Linked DNA regions of Bicyclus anynana: region 2 is linked to region 1. A link is a contact called in public Hi-C data. All regions are on one chromosome and are shown on one strand. The core of a region is the stretch at or near the end of the contact, and the rest is flanking DNA. Distances in the headings are between cores, read along the strand shown. Region 1 holds the start of LOC128199452. Region 2 has its middle 20 kb from the start of LOC112052966.

Region 1 (6,069 bases), core at 2,211-4,710:
TGTGTGATATTCACTAGTAAGCACCGGATGATATTGGTTACATAGAATCTCAATGTGAATCTCGTGTATGTCAACTAGCATACGTCAAAAATAGTGAATTACACTGCAAATGAAATGCATGATAAATGACATTAAATTGATAATAAAGTAGAGAATTTGTGTATTGCATTGAATTTTTAAATATCTGTCAAGTATGAAAATTTATTAACTCCATACGAGTAAAATTCTAGTATGTATTACAAAGTAAACATTTCTACTCTTATCGGTACCTGTGGCTATTTGTATTCATGAGAATTTTATTGACTGCACTTACACTGCAAACAAAGTTCTTGTTTGAAATTGGAAATTTTTATAATTTAGCATACCTTTTTCTGCCTTTTGATGTTAAATTGAATTATTAACAACTTAAAATTCTTTTGAAATGTCACATAATTTATTATTAGGTAATTATTATCAACTAGCAGACGAATAACGTAGTTTCATATTAATAAAACATAGCTTTCTATCGGTAAAATAATTTTTAAAATCTTTTCAGAGATTGACCCCCTACAACCTCACAAACGTAACCTCTTAAAATATTAGTATTGCTATAAAAATATTTAACTTTTTACTATTTTCAAACTCTTTGTTTGAAATTCGGCACTGAAGAATACAATAGACCCAACTTTACGCTACATTGTTGTTTTCTTAATTATTTCCTTCTGACAGGTAAACATCGATTACTTATATGTTTATACTATTTATTTTTGCTGATTTGTACACTATTGTAATAGATAGTGTTTTCTATCTACCAAATCAGTTATTAACATGCATAAATTATAATATTTACATAAAACACCCTAAACTTACTAATAATTACACCGAATAACAGTACAGTCTTGACGTTAATATTTTTTTAATAGGGGAGATGTAGGTAATGGGGATCACTTAAGCAAAAACAAGAATAAAAACATGTTTATCATTTAACTATATATTGTTCTATTATAATCATAAACTTTACTTTCTTAACTATCAACTGAGATCAACTTTCATCACATAAGTTTACTAATTTTGGTACAATCAACGAAATAAAAAAAAGTACGTTTGATCACCATTGTCAACATCGGTTGGCAATAGTGATCAGTATGTGGGCAATGGTGATCAACACATATCGCACACATAATTGTGCGCAGAATCCCATCCAGTACATTCGGCATGAGCCCAGAGCCCACAAGAAGTGCACCGGTACCATGTCTCATTGTCTCGCCCAAATTCGCCACATACAAGACACAAGTTCCCTGCATCTCCTGCATCATCATTTTCATCATCCTGACATAACTCATCAGTATTTACATCTGACACCGAAGTGTCATTAGAGTCCTGTAGAATTTTCTTCTTAACCTTCTCACGACTGATCTTTTGTGGATTGCTCTTCTTTCCTACTCGTTTTCCTTTATTCTTCGCAGCTTTCTCCTTCTTTTTATTTTCTTTATCCACTAGGGCGTCTTTGAGTGGTGTGGAAGTCAAAATAGTTGCATGCTGTTTTTTTCTTCCTCCGTTTGTCTTGACAACAGTTTTTTGTTTAGGCATCTGAATGAAATTTTGGATTGTAAGATTTGGTGCCATGTCAGTCCTTGATTCAGAAGTAGTATGACAAAATGTGGATGTGCTCGGAATAGGACTAATTCGATCTAATTCAATAGTAGCTGGTAGGGTTGGTGCGGTGGATGTACTCGGAATAGGACTATTCCGATCTAGCTCAATAGTAGCTGGTAGGGTTGGTGCGGAGTCAATAGCAACAGCAGAAGTCGATTCAGCAACATCTTGAACTACAATTGGTTCTACCTGAAGGACTTCAGCTGGCAGAAAGTCTTCATCTGTGAAAACATTGGGATTTATAGGAAATATTCCCGTTGCTCTGAAACCAGCTTCGCCTTTGCTCATAGAGGCAACATTCGAAAATGCCTTTTTGACTAATGAAGCAACATCGTATGGTGATATTTTTTGTAAAAGCTGGCTTTTTATGAATAAATCGCATTCTCTTCTATATGCAGCCTTGAATGGACCAAAAAAGGACACATCCAATGGCTGCATGCGATGAGATGTGTGAGGTGGTAGTGATAGCATATGGACATGGTTTTCCTTGCAATACTCATATATCGACAAAGAAATGTGGCTTGCATGGTTATCCAACACTAATAGTATTGGTTCTTCTGCAGAAGGTTTGGTAAAGTGGGTGAAGTGCTTGAGCCATTGAAGGAAAAGTTCTTCATTTATCCAACCGTTGTCAGAGCATTTATATATTGCTCCTGTTGGGCCATCCTCTTTCGGGGGAATATAAACATTGGGGGGACATATCCACCAGTGGCGCTCATGGCGCAGAGTAGAGTTATATTCTTACCCCTTTCCCAACTTGTTATGCTTCCTACTCTCTTTTGCCCTGTTGCAGCCAATATTTTTCCTGGATCCTGGACGGTAGATATGCCAGTTTCGTCGCAGTTGTATATATTCTTTGGTACAAACTTGTATTTTTCTATTAGCTCTTCTAGCAGCGTGTAGAATTGTTGAACTTCAGTTCTGTTGAAGGCTGTAACCCTGTTAATGCTAGTAGCTTCGGGCTTCCGCACAGAAATATTATTCCTGGTAACAAATCCATCAAACCACACTCGTCCAGCCAACCTCGAAACGGTATTAAAATTGTGTTTCAGCTTAAGGGCTTCAGCGTATTCAAATGCGGCTCTTTTTATTTGATATGGAGTGCACCCATAAAATAAGTTAGCCATTTTCTTAATGGTGTCCGCTAATTCTTTTTCCATCTCAGGGCTAAATACAGTATAACGACCGAGATGAGGTGGCTTAATTATATTTTTCTTGTACCTCTTGTGAAGACTGGCAAATGGAATATTCATCATCTCGGCAGCTTTTCTGATTGAAAATTTTTGTTCTTCAATCAGCTTTACAGCATTTGCCAGGTCGTCTAAAGTCCATTTAGCTTTATTTGTTTTTCTAGCACGAGTTTTCGGCATCTACAAACAAATAATAACACTATTTTACCAAAGCTAGTTAGTGTGGGCAATGAGGATCACTATGTATGTAATGGGGATCACCCGACTCCCATTACCTACATGGGAATTGAGACGGAAAAAAAATGCCTGACAAAAAAATTCAAGTTTAATAAACGAAATGGCTGCTGGATTACAAGCTTAAATGTTACGGCTATTACATATTAGAAGTACAGAAGTAAATACTTATTATTTTGTGACTTACCTCGTATTTATTACGTCGAAAAATTAGATCAAAATGGCGCCAAAACTTCACACGTCTGTCACTCGCGAATGCGTCGCGCGAACTAAAGCCAGGTCCCAGTCGCCAACGAATATGATGCAATACTAGCATATAAGTACATTCGCATCGTCCGATCGCGTTCGGTTTTTGTTATATTAAGGTGATCACCATTGCCAACTGTCTCCCATTGCCTACATCTCCCCTAAGTTCGAAAATATCAGAATTATAGTATTTATATATTTGTATAATCAAAATCGCAGTCAAGCAATACTGACTAATTACCGAATAAAAAAGAAATAGATAACCCCAAAGCTGATTTATTATCTTTCGCTCCTATCTAGTATGTAAAGAATCAATGATATCGATTCGTCATCAAGTCATTGACACCGGTGCACCGATACTGGGAGATGATGATCTAGAAGAGGTTCAATCAACTCTGCATCTCTAATCAGAGTAATTCACCCATGCGGTCGCTTCCCGGACGCGGAAAAAACTAATTGAAAAAAAAATCTCTAAAATATTTATTATTTTAGTTAGTCTGTATTGTATTTATTTTAATTTGTTCCAAATTTAGTTTACGTAGCACACGTTTTTATATTAATTTTATCATTTGCGGTTAATTAATTTACTGACTTGATAGATGTAATTCTGCATTAATTGGCGATTATTGAACATTTAAATATAATAAAAATAATAGATTTTCATATTATATATAAACGTCGGTCTGTTATATCTAAATCGACGTTTACATTACTGAAGTAGCAAAAGGTATCGATTTATAAAAATAGGCTAGCGTTTTAAATGTCATTTAAAAACAATTTGCGCGCCATCTATAAAAAATACTGCACTTATTGAGAAAACTTTTTAAAATTCAAAAGGTTACGCATTTTTTAAGTTGAATGGCTTGGACACCACGCCAATATCTAAGATTTAAGAAACATTTATTTTTATTTTTAATTATTACAAAAAAAAAGAAAAATATTTTTTTCACTGGTCAATGATCTCACCTGATGTTAAGTGACAATGCAGGTTACCATACCAGTTTGTTAATAGTTAGGTTATTTTGCATAGTCATAGAGTTCATTGTAAATACATATTGACATTTTCATTATAATTATTTGACAAGGCAGACGGCGTTCTTACATAAAATATATGTATGTCTATTTATTAATAAAATAAATTATTAAAAAACAATGCCCCATGCTGCCAGGTGTTTGATATGTTTCAACTTACTTTATCGGCATACTGTGTTATAAGTTCAGTTGCTATAAACTCCTTGTAACCCATGATCGCCTAGTACTTAAAACATAGTTACGGCTCACTAGCAAAATATCACACACAAGTTTTCGCATTAGTCCGTAACCTCCCTTTACACACACGAAAACCACCAACTTACACACAACATGGCTGCCTATTTTCGGGATGTTTGTGTGTGAGGAAAATCTCTCACAGAGTATATCTATGAACCTGTCAGTGGTAGTAATATGCTAGTAGTAGGTAAGTATCTCATGGCAATGGAACGTGTGTTAATAGCGACGCTGTTTCCGCATAGGCTGTTCTGAGAGCCAACGAACACGTTAAGCGTGTGAGCACGAGATCGTCAACCTTACAAATTAGAAAAAAAGTCACCCAACGCCGCGCGTATCTTCACATGTTAAATTAAATAACCTTCATTAATGCACACGAAAGCAATTTTTTATTTTTAAATTCCTTAACATGAATATTACATATAGATAGTCTTATCGAAACAGATTGTATATAGAACGTAGTAAATGACAAAAAGTGTTGTGATTAAAATGGAATGCGTCAAAATGTCGTCAGTGGCTGTGATTGTGACGCGCCTACACGCGCTCACGCACACCCCTGTAGCTGCTCACCAACACACTCGCCACAACTACATTGAAAGCGACCACGTCACAAGCTGGCTCTCGCGATATCTGCCAGCCTGGTACCTCGTCTCCCCGTAATAAGCTGAAGATAACTCGCTTTTCTTGATCTGCTAAAGGAATGGCATTATTTTGTTGAACTTTCGCGTATCTTTTCGCCTTCAACACTTATAGTATAGTCATTGGTCTGAGAGTATACAAGAATTAGTATACCTACACAGTGTTAGATTTAATAATATTCAAAGTTTGCAACTGAAAAATATACATAGCCATCGTTGGTTACTACTAAATAATTAGTTTCGCTATAGAGGATATAACAAAATTTTAATGTGACGTCACATTTTAAACACATTTTGTTTTATAATAAAATTTCCAGATTGATAGGTCAAGGAAACCTGCCAGTCATTTACATGATTACTCTCATTGACTGTCGTTAGTCCGGCTAGAACGACTTGTACAAACCTCCAAGCGTTCTCTGATCGCCTGGTACAAAGTGTTCTAGTTGACGATCGTGCGGATCGTCGAGAAAAGGAAGAGACGGAAGATGATCACCACCTGAAGAATTAAAAAGTTGCTAATGACGAATATTACATAAACCGTGAATAATGTCCAATGCGGACCAATATCGTTAAAACTGAAATATTGCTTGCGCGGAATTTAAAAAGAGGATTAACGTGTAGCGCCATCTGTTGTTGAATGGCAGACAAATATTTATTTATGGGCATGCGAGTTTAAAAATATTCTGTGGTTAATTCGCGGGATATTATAAAGTTTAGGGCACATGTCGTTTGAGTTTAATTGAACGGTGACAGGTGCAGGGAGCCTGCGAGCCAAGGATGACCAGAGACCGGTGCGCACTGGGGCAAGTGGCATGCGCCAGCCGGTTTTTGCCCGGGGACACGATACACTTCTATTATAA
Region 2 (6,069 bases), core at 1,587-4,086, 200 kb before region 1:
TACCACGCTGGCCCAATGCGATTTGGCAGACTTTTTTTTTATTCTTTACAAGTTAGCCCTTGATTACAATCAATCAATCAATCAAAATACTCACCACCATCTTTGCTGTCAGGAATACGAAAAAAATAGTCGCGTCACTTAAATCCAATATGGCGGACAGGCCAATTGAAATGCACCCCTATGATATTGGATATCAAGCGTGTTTTTTAGTTCTTTAAACTATTCATGTTATTGTTTATACTTAGTATATTTTTACGTTATAAAACTTAACCAGTTAAGATAGTAGTGGGCCCCATTTTTTATTTGCACCAGGGCCCTTTGTTACCTAGCTACGCTGCTGTAACTTTATAAAATGCAGAGGCTGGACTTACGGCCAAGGAACAAAGAAAAATGAGACATAATATGCGACTCGAATAACCTCCTGTTTCGTAGTTGGTTGAACAGGTTAGTGAAGGCTTTTAATCGATTTCCATGGGTATATCGTTCCATGCGATATATCTTTACTATATTACCTGGAAATGCTACCAGGCTCTGCTTTAATTGGACTGGTCCTATATATTTGCATTTTGCTCGTTTGCTTCGATTCACCATGTTATTAACGATTGATAAAATTTATACTAAGTGTAAGCGTTATTGATGCGTTATGTAGTAGGTACCTAACTCAAATTTAAATTGGACCAGACGTTTTGGCGTTTACACCTCATCATCATCATCATCATATCAGCCGATGGACGTCCACTGCAGGACATAGGCCTTTTGTAGGGACTCCCAAACATCACGATACTGAGCCGCCTGCATCCAGCGAATCCCTGCGACTCGCTAAATGTCGTCAGTCCACCTTTTGGGGGTCTACCAACACTGCGCTTTGTAGTGCGGGGTCGCCATTCCAGCACCTTAGGACCCCAACGTCCATCGGCTCTTCGAACTATGTGCCCCGCCCATTTCCACTTCAGCTTCGCGACTCGTTGAGCTATGTCGGTGACTTTGGTTCTTCTGCGGATCTCCTCATTTCTGATCCGATCACGCAGAGATACTCCGAGCACATCCAGTTAGGATGTGTGTGCACGTCTTTGAGTAATGACATTACATTGTACGTTCTTTAAATATGGAGGGGCCCATCTAACGATTTATATCGATGGCCTAACCAATGATTGAGAGCAGCAGCAAACAGGGAGCCAAATATGGGTGGATAATGATGATGATGATGATGGTATTCACTTGGTTACACGTGACTTTTTTACTAAGCTTATTTTAAATTCCCATCCGGGTAATATTCCCAATAGGCTTATCTAGTGTTAATGCATTCGACGTTTAAGCCAATCCGAGTTTACTGCTTACTGGTTAGTTCCCAATCATTTCCGCTTGTTTGTATGCATATTAAGATGTTTGGTTTCACCGAGCGGAGATTTCTTTTGCTGACTGGAATTGTAAATCTAGATTTTATGAGAAAGTTAGACAGTAGACAGGCTACCAATTTTTAATAAAGACTTTTTATTAATTAACACTCAATAGCTGCACGGTTAAGGCAATGGACTCAACATCGAGAGGGTGGGTTCGATCCTCATCCATTGCTAGTGTCGTTTCCAATCCTTACGATTAACAAGACAATTCATGAAACATTCTTCAACAAATTACAAAACAGATTTTCCCGGTTTTCTTTTATTATACATCTCAATTTTAATTGTTTATAAATAATAATTATTTATTTATAAGCAATTTAAGTTAAAGACGAAATTCTACCTACGGATCCAAGACTTGGTCGCTGACTATGGGCCTTATTAGAAGGCTCAGTCAGTCAGCGGGCAATAGAGCGAGCTATTATAGGAGTGTCTCTGCGTGATCGAATCAGGAATGAGAAGATCCGCAGACGAACTAAAGTCACTGACATAGCTCGCGAAGCTGAAGTGGCAATGGGCAGGCCACATCGTTCGAAGAGCCGATGGACGTTGGGATCCCATGGTGCTGGAATGGCGACCCCGCACCGGAAAGCACAGTGTTAAGCAGGTTGCAGGGAACCGCTGGATGCTGGCGGTTCGAGACCGTCTGGAGGTCCATGCAAGAGGCCTTTGTCCAGCAGTGGACGTCTATCGGCTGATAAGGTAAGGTAATAGTTATTAAAGGTACGTACTTATACATGAAACAGGTACAATTTACAAACCTTTTAAACCATGATGCTTTTAAATTGAATATCAAGTAGATTTTTTAAATAAGTAAATATTGACACTAACAAAAAGTGCATTTGTATTCAGCCGAGGTAATTTTTGAGGCGCGAATGACCTTTTTTACTTTTCTCCACGCGGAAATGCAAAGATTTAAGAAATTGCCCCGTCAAGCCGGTTAGGTTAGGCTGGGTTTATTTTAAAACAGCCGTAAAAAAACTTGTAGTTAAAATGTATGCATGCGCAAACAAGATTCGATGTACCAGGCTCGCATAACTCGATGAAACTCGCCTAGCCATACATGTCATAGACGTATCGCACGCACACATCTAAACTATTTAATTGTTATCCTATCTCTTTCTAATTAGCTTTATGACCTCTAATTTCTTACACAAACAATACAATTTATAATGTCAATTTAATTTAGTGCTTCTGTGTTAAGAACTAAGTTATTATTAGAAATAAATTCTACAGTTTTTGCATTGTATTAAAGGGAAATTTATACTAGTATTTAATCCTTGTAAATACTTCATATCTAAGCAAGTCGGAAGTGACGACTGAGCTCACTAACGCAAGTGAGTTATCAACAATTCTCACGCTCAGTTTACATTAGTGTGCGTGCGCTTGTGTGAGTGTTATCTCCGCGCGCGTGTGTGTGAGCTGAGAGGAGACAAGGTTCGTTCAACTTATGGCCTAGTAAACTCAGATATATAATATCTCTACATTGTATGACACTCCCTGATTATAATTAATCTGTTGCTTTTAATTATATCCGTTTCTTTGTAAGCTATGTAGACGTGCAATTTGTAGATGTAGGAATTGAAACTATTGTAAAAATATTATATAGATTAATGGATCTGCGATAGCCAGACATACCTCATTTTTTAAAGGATAGAAATCTGTTTGCCTATAATGGTAAATACGATAGCCAATAGGGTAGCTGACTCATATCAAATTTAATTTAAACAATATTAATTTCGTAAAAGTACATGGAATAAGAGTCCGATATATATCGATATCAATTAATAAAAGTTAAAGATTAGTTAGTAAGTAAGTTAAGTTATAGAAAACTTTATTTTAAATAATTTATTTATTAAATTTTTCCAAACGTCAAAAATGCCGTCCATTTTGTGACGTCACGATGTTACTTCAAGCGTCTTGGCTCATATTCTCAATCAAATAAATACATAAACTATATGCATCGCCGATTGCCACTTCAACAAACATAATAAAGATTTATAAAATTACGTAAGTTTGGCTGTCACAGATTCCTATACCACACCAAACAGAAGTCTTTATGTTCTGATTTGTAAAGCCAAAAAATCTCCTGATTTACTTAGGCGTTTCAGTCGCAAACATTAAAGCTCTGTAAGACAATGTACAAAATGAAAAATAACCCTACAACAAGACTATAAATAAACTTACGTAAATTTTAAAATAATTTTAATAATAAGTTTACAACACAACTTAACTTTGATAGCAAATATTGTTTTAGTGAAAATATTTTATCAATTTATAATAGCTGCAGTACCTCAGCGGTTGGACTTACCACATTGGTGGTGGTTCAATCCTCACCCCATTGGTCTATTGTCGTACCCACTCCTAGCACAGTCTTTTCCGGCTAGTTGGAGGGGAATGGGAAATTGGTCATATTAGAAAAGATATGGCAAATATTATTTATCGAAAAAAAAAAAACTAGTGGACGCCGCGCGGTTTCACCCGCAAGGTTCCTATCCCCGCAGATATGGGGATAAAATATAGCCTTCCTCGATAAAAAGGCTATCTAACACTAAAATAATTTTTCAAATCAGACCAGTAGTTCCTGAGAACAGCGCGTTAAACCAACCAAACAAACAAACAAACTCTTCTGTCTTATAATATTAGTATAGATAAAAATAATCAATGGTCAAACTTGACGTTTCAAATGTACTACCTACCTACCTACTTGAAATAATCAATTTTGAGGTATTTTTTAAAGTCAGTCTATATCAATTAATTGTGTAACTAGAGGACGCCCGTGACTTCGTCCGCGTGAAACTCGATTCTTCTTCTTTCTTTCTTCTTTAAACTTACCTCTACCTTATCCCTACCCTAGCCCTACCCTACTCTTCAATTTTTTAATTTTTTTCTGTCACAATCCTCTCCTGACAATAACAAACACATAAAAAAAATATTCCTTTTAAATAATTAATTATCGCGGATTTAATAGATAGAAAGTAATTTTATTTTTTTTTAATTCAATGTAACGTGCAAGGTGTATACTATTCTAATGTCACTCGATATATTTTAAAATTTAAAATATATCATCAGATACCAGGCACTCGCGGTGTAGGCGTTTCCACGAACCCAACGCGCGCGAAGTCACGTAAGCTTTTTGGGTGTTCATTTGTTATTTTTTTTTGTGTAAGTACGAATTTTTAAGGAATCACGCTGTTTAAAGTGTTTGAAAAATGTTTTTTAACGCATCATATTGACAAAATAGGTGTTTTTACGTGGGTGCACACAAAATACACAATTACGTCAGAAATTTTCAAAATTGACGGACTTTGGCTGGTTTTGGTGTTTTAATAGAGTGCTATGGTGTAATAATGGCGCTATTATGTTATTTTATGGAATAAAAACCATAAACACCTACAACTAATCAATTGGAGAGTTGATAACAGTGGTAGATGAATTGCGTTACGTTTGGGGTTTAATGACCCCTATTTTGAGCATGGTCAATTTTTATAAAGAAATAGTATCTTTCCATGTATAAATACAAGCTTATGTGCGTGGCTTCACTCGTATTGGTTGGTTCTGTCAATCAGTTTTATGCATGCTAGTGAGCTCAAATGATTTTGCTATATTTTATTAAGTAGGTAGATACCAACCTTAAGAGAACCTATGTACCTTATTAATGAAAAATTTAGTACGGGTTGAAAAAACATGACAGACACGAAAGTTCGTATGGATGGATGAATGTCTTAATGGTTGGATATATGGATGGATACGTGTGGGTGGATATATATAACCGACTGAATGTAACTAGGCTGATGTTTAGAATGGAGATAGATTTTGCCCTAGATCAACACTGAAGCTAAGAACGAAGTCGCTAGCTTCCTCTGGTTATATTCCAAATTCAATAAAACAAAGTTTACAATGTTGTACTAGGCTTTATCTACCTGTGAAACGATACGGAAATACGTGTAGTACAACCGAAGTAATAAATTCGTGCGAATAGACAGACAGACAAAAGAATACTTTATCTATAGGTAACTAAGATTTTAAAGAGGTAAAGTTTTTGGTGTTTTAAGGGGTAATCTCTGGATCTACTGAACCGATTTTAAAATCTCTTTTTCCACTAGAAAGCCACATTTATGAGTGTCATAGGATATATTTTACCTTCGTATTCTCACGGGAACGAGACTAGACGAGACTAACGGCTAGTGTTTTTGAAATATGTTTTGTGCTTCACTGGACTTCTTTTATCGCCACATACCGATTATTATATTTAAGTAATTTTTTTGGAAGTACAGACACTCGATATCTATTTTTGTTATATTAGTACTCGTAAATATAAGTAGGTAAAATGTGCAACTGTTGAGTTTCTTGTCAGTTTCTTCTCAGCAGAACCTGCCTTCCGAACCGGTGGTAGAATCTTTACAAATAGTCAACTGACGTGTCAAAAGTGCTTGTAAACTGAGCCTACTTGAAATAAATGATATTTAATTTTCGATTTTGAAATAAAATGAAACGAAGTTCAGCGCCATCTATCCGCGAGTAGTGGCAACAAGATGTCAATAACTTTGTCCAAACACCCAAACTCTGTTTTGTCATAATAAAGCAATTAAACTGCCCGAGCTAAGAAGAGGGCTGTATCTTGGACATTTTATTGGCTGCCCGAGATTGGCATTATAAGTTTGACAACCTT

Evidence for each region. A called contact is a pair of places that touch in the nucleus more often than the background predicts.
Region 2: a Hi-C map of whole larva shows a contact between it and region 1, with 8 times the contacts expected there. The contact joins the enhancer-like site here to the promoter of LOC128199452 in region 1. A contact is called at or near these places in 2 of 2 Hi-C or Micro-C datasets (whole body and whole larva).

What each region holds. Positions count from the first base shown.
Region 1 is chr24:4,219,968-4,226,036 of ilBicAnyn1.1, reverse strand. It overlaps LOC128199452, which reads right to left and starts at 3,460. Exons shown (of 2, transcript XM_052889019.1): 1 at 3,247-3,460; 2 at 908-3,005. The coding sequence starts at 2,106. The coding sequence ends at 1,141. The region is part of intron 1 of LOC112056612 (a long non-coding RNA gene); the gene reads left to right.
Region 2 is chr24:4,416,263-4,422,331 of ilBicAnyn1.1, reverse strand. No RefSeq gene overlaps it. Among protein-coding and RNA genes, the nearest start is that of LOC112052966, 20 kb to the left of the region's middle. Within about 2 kb of position 2,836, at least 8 of the 8 cell types and tissues checked have open chromatin away from gene starts, as enhancers often do.